Linked DNA regions of Cricetulus griseus: region 2 is linked to region 1. The links are chromatin contacts, called in public Hi-C maps. All regions are on one chromosome and are shown on one strand. The core of a region is the stretch at or near the end of the contact, and the rest is flanking DNA. Distances in the headings are between cores, read along the strand shown.

The links. Hi-C and Micro-C count contacts between places; a contact is called where the count stands out from the background.
Region 2: a Hi-C map of liver shows a contact between it and region 1, with 4 times the contacts expected there. The contact joins the enhancer-like site here to the promoter of LOC100767051 in region 1. A contact is called at or near these places in 3 of 8 Hi-C or Micro-C datasets (the CHK-Q cell line, the CHL-YN cell line and liver).

The regions. Positions count from the first base shown.
Region 1 is chr4:198,484,530-198,489,584 of CriGri-PICRH-1.0, reverse strand. LOC100767051 (zinc finger protein 2) reads right to left here and starts at 2,697. Exons shown (of 5, transcript XM_035444227.1): 1 at 2,665-2,697. The coding sequence starts at 2,697.
Region 2 is chr4:199,010,994-199,015,888 of CriGri-PICRH-1.0, reverse strand. No RefSeq gene overlaps it. Among named protein-coding and RNA genes, the nearest start is that of Minar1, 31 kb to the right of the region's middle. Within about 2 kb of position 3,243, at least 1 of the 6 cell types and tissues checked has open chromatin away from gene starts, as enhancers often do.

The sequences.
Region 1 (5,055 bases), core at 1,448-3,947:
CAAAGTAGTAAAAATGGCAATCTACAGATTCAATGCAATTTCCATCAAAATCCCAATACAATTCTTCACAGAACTTGAAAGAACAATACTCAATTTTATATGGAAAAACAAAAGACCCAGGATAGCCAAAACAACCCTGTACAATAAAGGAACTTCGGGAGGCATCACCATCCCTGACTTCAGGCTCTATTACAGAGCTATAGTCCTGAAAACAGCTTGGTATTGGCACAAAAATAGACAGGTAGATGAATGGAATCAAATTGAAAACCCTGATATTGCTGGGTGTTGGTGGCACACGCCTTTAATCCCAGCACCTGGGAGGCAGAGGCAGGTGGATCTCTGTGAGTTCGAGACCAGCCTAGTTCCAGGACAGCCTCCAAAGCCACAGAGAAACCCTGTATCAAAAAACCAAAAAAAAAAAAAAAAAGAAAGAAAGAAAGAAAACCCTGATAATAACCCACACAACAATGAACACCTGATTTTTGACAAAGAAGCTAAAATTATACAATGGAAAAAGAAAGCATTTTCAACAAATGGTGCTGGCATAATTGGATGCCGGCATGTAAAAGACTGCATACACAAAACTTAAGTCCAAATGGATCAAAGACCTCAACATAAATCCAGCCACACTGAACCTCTTAGAAGAGAAAGTAGGAGGTACCTTTGAATGTATTGGTACAGGAGACTGCTTCCTGAACATGACACCAATAGCACAGACACTGAGATCAACAATTAATAAATGGGACCTCCTGAAACTGAGAAGCTTCTGTAAGGCAAAGGACACAGTCAACGAGACAAAATGGCAGCCCACAGAATGGGAAAAGTTATTCACCAACCCCACATCTGACAGAGGGCTGATTTCCAAAATATACAAAAAACTCAAGAAGCTAGTCACCAAAACACCAAATAATCCAGATCTAAATAGACAATTCTCAATAGAGGAATCTAAAATGGCTGAAAGACACATAAGAAAGTGTTCAACATCCTTAGCCATTAGGGAAATGCAAATCAAAACAACTCTGAGATACCATTTTACACCTGTCAGAATGGCTAAAATCAAAAACACCAAGGACAGTTTATGCTAGAGAGGATATGGAGAAAGGGGAACACTCCACTGCTGGTGGGAGTGCAAACTTGTACAGCCACTTTGAAAATCAGTATGGTGGTTCCTCAGCAAAATGGGAATCATTCTGCTGAGATCCAGCAATTCCACTCTTAGGCATATGCCCAAAAGATGTACATTCATTCAACAGGGACATCTGTTCAACTATGTTTATAGCAGCATTATTTGTAATAGCCAGAACCTGGAAGCAACCTAGATGCTCCTCAACTGAAGAATGGATGGAGAAAATGTGGTACATTTATACAATGGAGTACTTCTCAGTGGAAAAAAAACAATGGAATCTTGAAATTCTCAGGCAAATGGATGGCCCTAGAAGAAACCATCCTGAGTGAGGTAACCCAGTCACAAAAAGACAAACATGGTATGTACTTGCTCATATATGGATTTTAGACATAGAACAAAGGATTACCAGCCTACAATCCACACCAACAGAGAAGCTAGGAAACAAGGGGGACCCTAAGAGAGACATACATGGTCCCCCAGAGAAGGGGAAAGGGACAAGATCTCCTGAGTTAATTGGGAGTGTGGGTGTAGGGGAGAGGGAGTTAGGAGAAAGAGAAGGGGAGAAAAGGAGGGGAGAGGAGGACATGAGGGAGCAGCAAGAATGAGTTAGGGAAAGAATAGAGGACAGCAAGATAAGAAATACCATAATAGAGGGAGCCATTATAAGCTTAAAGAGAACAGGCACTAGGGAAACATCCAGAGATCCAAAGGATGACACCAACTGGCAATCTAAGCAATAGTGGAGAGGCTTCCTTAAATGCCCTTCCCTGATAATGAGATTGATGACTACCTTATATGCCATCCTAGAGCCTTCATCCAGTAGCTGATGGAAGCAGAAGCAGACACCCATAGCTAAACACTGAGCTAAACTCTGGAATCCAGTTGCAGAGAGGGAGAAGTGATGAGCAAAGGGGTCAAGACCAGGCTGGTGAAACCCACAAAAACAGCTGACCTGATCAAGGAGGAGCTCATGGACCCCAGACTGATAGCTGGGAGACCAGCATAGGACTGTTCCAGACCCGCTGAATGTGGATGTCAATTTGGAGGTCTGGTTAATTTATGAGGTCTCTGGCAGTGGATCAGTATTTATCCCAAGTACACAAATGGACTTTGGGAGCCCCCTCCTCATAGAGGGATACTCTCTCAGCCTAGACACATCGGGGAGGGTCTAGGCTCTGCTCCAAATGATATGACAGGCTGTTAAGATCCCCCCATAGAATGCCTCACCCTCCCAGAGTCATTATGTTTTCCCTACTATTAATACAGAAATGCACCTGTTACATGAAATATTCTATTAATCCACCCAAATGATCTCCATATAAGCACTTCTTCTATACTACTTCTTCCTTTATCCAGCTCATGTTCATGGAAAATATGCAGATTGCAAGATTTTTTGTCCATACTTATACAGGAAAAAAAATTAAACAATACATATTTCTTACAAAACACTGATGCTCAAGATTGTTTCCAAATGGGGCATCTCTATGTATCCACAACCTGATTTAGTTCCCATAAATAATATGAGCCATCTGACTCACTTGATCAAGAGAACTCAGTAAATATGAAGACATGGTGCTTACCTACTATACACAGTTATGTTGTGAAGAACTTTGATACCAGCTTGATGGAAATAGAGTCTTGAAAAGACTCAGCAGGAACCACTAGATGTGAGATGGAACACAGAATGAGGCAGCCTCAAAGCACTGATGACTCAAACCCCATTCATCACCGAAGGAAGGAAGATGCAGCACTTTCCCAGCTGAGACCGGTCGGGATATCAACCTATGTGAAAAAAAATTAAATTGTTCTTCACAGCAAAATTTTTGTTGATTTGTTATACAAGAAAGGCTGATTAGTTCAATTGTTTTAACATATAATGGGAAGTAGTTTCCAGGCATGACAACACAATAAAAAGTACTCTGTAACCAGATGCCTAAGGTTTGAAAACCAAAGTAAGAATAGCTGAAGTCACATGATTCAAATAAGCAGTGTCTGGCTACAAAGAGGGTATCTAAACAGCTTTTACACAGAGAAGCTGTTACTTGTGAGTGTAGATTCTGTAGTATTTGCAGGTATATAGGTTTAGAGCATAAGTTTTTTTATGTGATCTAATTTCTTCATTTTACAAAACTGAGACTGAATCCTATTCTTTTCATCCTTATGAATTTTGGATAACAGAATGCTAGTATTAACACTTCTATTTTTAACCTATAAGGTGACACCATGTACAAAACATATTGATGATAACAATGGTAGGAAGCTTAGGACAAGGTATTTGGAAAGTGTTTGAAAATTGGGCACTTTGTTCTGTGGCAAAGCATTTGCAAATCACACTCAGACACTGAATTTCAACACCAAAAATAGAAGCGCCCAAATCTAAGACATGTACATGGTGACTATAAATCAGTATTAGAAAATACACAAACATTGATTTTTGTTAACTGAATGTGGTAAACAGACATACATGAAGACAGTATACTCAGACATACAAAATTAATTAAGGAGTTCACACACTGAAAACCGTGATGGAAGAGAAAGGGAAAAGTAAACTTAGCGACCACTGATTCAGCCAGGTGTGACAGGGCACCCCTCCACACTAGATCGCAACTTCCAGATCCAATAACTATTTCCCAGGTCCTTGCCTATCTTTATCAACTAAACTGGTAGAAGAGAGTTAACCTCAGCCTCCTAAAGAGGATCAAGCTCCTGATTATCACCCATATATTGATACCTTCTAAGAAGGTGATAGCTTTGCCCAAAAATTGTTCTAAGCAATAGTATCAGTGATTGCTTAGGTCACACAAAGCTAAGAGTTTCACCTTCACTCTGCCTCTGCTCAAACAAATAGTTGTGAAGAGAAGGCCATTAATAGTAGATCTTTCCTGCCGTGGAGCAGGTCCCCATTGGAGAATTTTCACAGGACTGAGATTGTTTGCATGGCCATTACACAGCTGGAACTGCATTCACAGTATCTCTTGCTTAACTCCCTAGAGACTACACAGACACATATGGACTGATCTTCACACACCATGTATTACATGCCAGAGAAATGCACACAAAGAAGGGACAAGATCTCCTGAGAAATTGGGAGCATAGGGGGAGGGGAGAGGGAGATAGGAGAATGAGATGGGGTGAAGAGGACAGGAGGGAGCAGGAAGGTTGAGTTGGGGGAAGAATAGAGGAAAACAAGAAAGGAGATACCATAATAAAGGGAGGCATTTTAGGTTTAAAGAGACATCAGGCACTAGGGATGTCTGGAAATCTACAAAGATGACACCAGCTAACAATCTAAGCAACAGAGGAGAAGCTACCTTAAATGCCCTTTCCTGGTAATGAGATTGATAACTGATTTATATGCCATCCTATAGCCTTCATCCAGTAGCTGATGGAGTAGAAGCAGACACCCACAACTAATCACTGAACTGAGCTGGAATCCAGTTGCAGAGAAGGACGAGTGATGAGCAAGGGGGTCAAGACCAGGCTGGTGAAACCCACAGAAACAGCTGACCTGAACAACAGGGAGCTCTGGGTCCCCAGACTGATAGCTGGGAAACCAGCATGGGACTGATCCAGACCCCAGGAATGTGGGTGTCAGTGAGGAGACCTCGGAAATCCATGGGGCCTCCTGTAGTGGATCAGTACTTATTCCTAGCATGGGTGTGGACTTTGGGAGCCCATTCCACTTAGAGGGATACTCCCTGAGCCAAGACACACAGGGGTGGGCCAAGGCCCTATCCCAAAGGGTATGACAGACTCTGAAGACACCCTATGGAAGGCCTCACCCTCCTGGGGAGCAGAAAGGTTTTAGTTGGGGAGGTGGTAGGGGAGGAGGGGAGGGAGAGGAACTGGGATTGACATGTAAAACAATCTTGTTTCTAATTCAAATAAAAAATGAAAAAAAGGAAAGAAATGCATGATGGGGGAAGTAC
Region 2 (4,895 bases), core at 1,994-4,493, 530 kb before region 1:
TCTGACTAATTCATATGCCATCGTATAGCCTTCATCCAGCAGCTGGTGGAAGTAGAATCAGACACCCACAGCTAAACCTTGAACTGAACTGAAATCCAGATGCAGAGAAGGAGGACTGATGAGCAAAGGGGTCCATACCAGGCTGGTGAAAACCACAGAAATAGCTGAACTGAACAAGGGGAAACTCTTGGTCCCCAGACTGATAGTGGGGAAATCGGCATGGGACTGATGGGACACCCCCTGAATGTGGGTGTCACTGAGGAGACTTTGGAAATCTACGGGGCCTCTTGTAGTGGATCAGCACTTATCGCTACCATAGGAATGGACTTTAGGAGCCCATCCCACATGGAGGGATATTCCCTGAGCCTAGACACAAGGGGGTTGGTCTAGGCCCTATCTCAAAGAACATGACAGACTTTGAAGACCCCCCCTATGGAAGGCTTCACCCTTCCTGGGGAGCAGAAAGGATATAGGATGAGTAGGGCATTAGCTGGGGGGAGGGGACAGGGGAGGAGGGGAGGGAGAGGGACTTGATATTGACATGTAAAATAATTTTCTTTCTAATAAAAAAAACAAAAAAGGTGCAGTGTTTAGTACAAATAACACTTTTAGGTGAATACTTTGAATATGTCACTCAATTCTATTCTTGTTCAATTGCTGCTGAGAAGTCCTGATCAGTTTACCCATGTGCTCACTGATATTGTTTCTGTTTAGGCAGCTCCTCAAGGAAGCAAAAGCACATTGTCTCTTTGTCTTTGTCTTTCATATCTAACATTTTTATTGCTTCATCTCAGTTTTTTTCCTTCTGAATTCCAAAGCAGATTCTAAAGATTGCCATCCACTGACATTTTATTTCTGCTCAAATCATTGCTACCCTTTAACTTTTATTTGTGTGTTACAGGAATCTATGACTGTGTAAAAACATCACTCCCAAAACTTTGTAGTATAAAACAATGATTACTTTATATCCCTTGATGACTTGAGTCATGCATTTCTTTAGGGGAATGGCTTATCACAGCTCCACCAAGTCTGAGGCCTAAGCTAGGAAGTACTGAATGCCTGAAGTGTCTGGCCATTAGGGAAACAGAATCTTCACTCACTTGTCTGGTATGTGGGAAAAGTAGATGGCTACACTAGATAGAAATTTGCCCTAAACATCCATTTTTGGCATCTTCAAGTGGCTTAACTAGTCTCCTCGAGATAAATCCCAGTGTTCCCAGCTACACCACGGCATTATTCTCCACAGAAAGTTATATCCTAATGGAACTAAGAAATAATGTCGGAGAAGATAAGTGTGGGAAATCCGCCCTCTCCCTGATGTCTATAGGGATATGATCACCTGTTGCTACTTGAGCTATGCATTTGGATTTTGTAAAGGGCAAACTAGTATCTGTCATTTGGAGTGATAGTTGTTAAAATTTGGACAGATTCGTTGATGAGGAAGCACTGTATGGCACATATTCTGCTTTTGTTAATACCCTTTCATGTTAGATGATTTGTGTTTGAACATGGCTCCAAGGCCTACAGATTCATACACTTTGATATACAGGAAGCAGCTGAAGGAGCTATTGGAAAGCTGAGTGAGAGGCTTATAAGTGATTGCATGGTACTCGTTGGATGACTCAAATTTTACAAGGAATGAAGAGCAGAACTTGGAGCATGGGCAAACCTGTTCACCAATGTATGCATCAAGAATTTGGGAGAAGTAAATGACGAGCATCTAAGGATGACTTTTGCAAGTTTGGACCTGCCTGCAGTGTGAAAGTAATGACTGATAGAATCCTAAAGCTGTGTGTGTAAGCACAATGACACACAGGAAGCTGTGGGGGAGATTCGAGGTGCTCAAGGGAAAACAAGTTCACCTTAGGCAAGCTCAGAAAAGTCTGAAACAGAAAATGGAATCCAAGTGCAAATCAGAACAGATGAATCAAAATTAGAGCATCAGGTGCCCGTGTAATTCCGTCCATGAAAACTCTAGATACCAGTGGTATTGATAGTGAGTGTCTAGGAAAGTTTCTCCACTTGTAAAGGCTCTAGTGCAAGGGTTACAATGGAGGGTACTTGCAGCAAACAAGTTCGTTTTGTGTCTTCCTCTGCCCCCAGAGAAACCACTAAAGCAGTCGCAGAAATGAGTGGAAGAGCTGTGACCACCAAGCCACTGTATGTAGCTTTATGTATTTAGCTCAGGACACCAAGAGTATCAGGACTACTTCACTGAGCAGTATATGCAGAGCATGGTAAGAGTGGGTGATGTGCCCAACCCTGCCATCAACTCTCACCAGCCAGCATTTTCCTTTAGGTTACTCCATCACACCTACCCCAAGACTCAGAACCAAGCCCTCTTACTACAATTTAGCCCTTCATTCTAGCTAAATTGCTAAACCGAGTCCTCACTTGACTAGTTAAAGTGCCAAACCTTACCCATTCAGCTTTGGCAAGTGTCATCTGTGCAGAGGCTCCTAGATCTCTGTTTAGTATACTGAGACCAGCTCCATCACAGGTTCCATGACTTGTGTTACTAATGCCTCTGTAGCTATTTGACATGTCTACACTATTTCCCATGTAAATATGCTAGGGGAGCCTGCAATCCTCAGTAACTTCTTGGTGTTCAGCTCCAAGTCACTGTGTGGCAGGATGTCGTTCTCGTCCAAGGTCAGGAACCTTCAACTGATTTCATGTTAGTATCTGTCCCCCACCAAGAGCAAAGGCTGGGTGAACAGCTGTTTCCTTTCACTCAAGCCACACACTCTTTTCCTGCTACTAAGTCACTGCTGCTGCTGGATATTAATGGCACAGAATCCTTCATATGCATGAGTTCCCAAAGTCTCTCATCAGAAGCTGCATTGCACTGCAAGGCCACTAAGCAAAGAGGCTGCCCAGAAAGCAGTCAGCAGTGTCACCCACAGTCCAGCTGTTTCAAATCAGGGACTGGGAAAGAAACTTGGGCTTCGCTGAAAAAAAAAAAAAAGACCTGAACACTGAAAAACAATAATATTATGAAAATAGTTAGAATTATAAAATAAAATTGAAATATAAAATGGTATGCCTTACAGTCTGAGCAAATACTAGGCTAGTGAGCCATGCTAGTCCTAGAATACTTCATTTAACCACAGGCAATGGGGGTTGGGGGCTGGAGAGATGGGTCAGTGATTAAATCTTGTACTGATCTAGAAGAAGACTGGAGTTCAGTTTCGAGAACCCATGTTGGGTGATTCACAACCACTTGTAACTTCAGCTCCAGGGGACCTAAGGTCTCTGGAGCCTGTGGGCGGAAGCGCTCACTTGCACACACTCCCCACACACCACATATACACATGACAGGAAGGAGGAAGTAATGCGGTTACACTTAAATGAAAATGTAAAAACATTCATTAAATATAAGATAATCTTTAAAAATAAACCAAACAGACAGTGATTTGGGGAGTTGGCATAGTGGGTAAAGTGCTCACCCTGCAAATGTGAGTGGTGGGTATAATACCAGGTGGGTGTGGCTGCCCACTTGTAACCCTAACACATAAGAGATAGGGGCTCCCTGGAGTGAGCCCTGTGTTCAAGTGAGATACCTTATCTCAGATGTAGTAATACATCTGACTTTAACATTTTACCTCCACATACATGTGTTCAAACATGCAAACATGCATACACACACACACACACACACACACACACACACACACACACACACACACAAACCTCTCAGAACACAAACAAGCAAATACTCCACAATAACAGAATTTTCTAAGAAAATGAATGTTTTGCTGTGTCTGGGGAAAAGCATTTTCTGAAATATACAAATATTTGAAGTATCATTTCTTACATTAGGTTGGCTTACACAGTTGGAGGCAGGGTGGGTGAACAGTGGCTGAAGGCAAGATGGAAAGCTGGAGATCTCTGTAGTTCCTCAGAATAGGAAGATCTAATGGTGCAATTACCCTGGAAGAGCAGAGCTTCTGTGCTATGGCTGGCTTCCTCCTTTCTCCATGTTTAGTCTACCTGTCCCCGCCCCCAGCTTATTGAATGGTGCTGCTCACATTCAGAGATGGTCTTTCTCCCTCAGTTACTATCCGAGTATAAACAGTCTCTGGAAATGCCTTATAGGCAAACATAAGGGTATGGTATTATTCTCTTCTGCACCTCCCAACCCAATCAAGTTGATCAAGGTTAATCATCACAAGTCCTCCTCTTGTCAACTTGACACCTGAACCTGTCACCACAAACTATAAGTCATCTCCAAATAAAGACAATAACAAGGGCATCATTCCATTTAACATGATATTACAATTGTGCGTGCAGCATAAAACTTATTAATTCCTTGAACTGGTAGCAAAGTTTCGGGTGGATGCTTATTCTTCTCCTGAAATCCTCAATCTTAAATATGATGATGCAGACTTAATAACACATTGATTGGCTTGGTTGATTCTATGTGATAAAAGAATAGGAGGAAAGAAAATGAGGATACCTGCTTAATATAGGTATATACATGTACAAAAATATTCTTAACAAAATAGGGAAGAAATACAACAGTTGCAACCCTCATGTCCGTAGTTGGTCACACAGCCATGGGCATCAGCACAGGTGCCTGTGGAGGCTAGAAAGGTTGGGTGCCCCTGAAACTGGTTGTGAGCTTCCTGATGTGGATGCTAGGAAGCAGACTGGGGTCCTCTGTAAGAGCAGTACACAAGTCTTGCCCACTGAGACCTCTTTACAGCACCAATTAAAGATTTTTAAAAGACAGGGTTTCGATCACAGACCAGGCTGACCTGGAACTCACCGTGTAGACCAGGATACCCAAGAGCTCATGGCAATCCTCCTTCCTTAGTCTGTTGAGTTCTGGGATTACAGATGCGAGCCACCCTGTGGGGGCCTGGCTTTAACTACATATTTTATGTGATTCC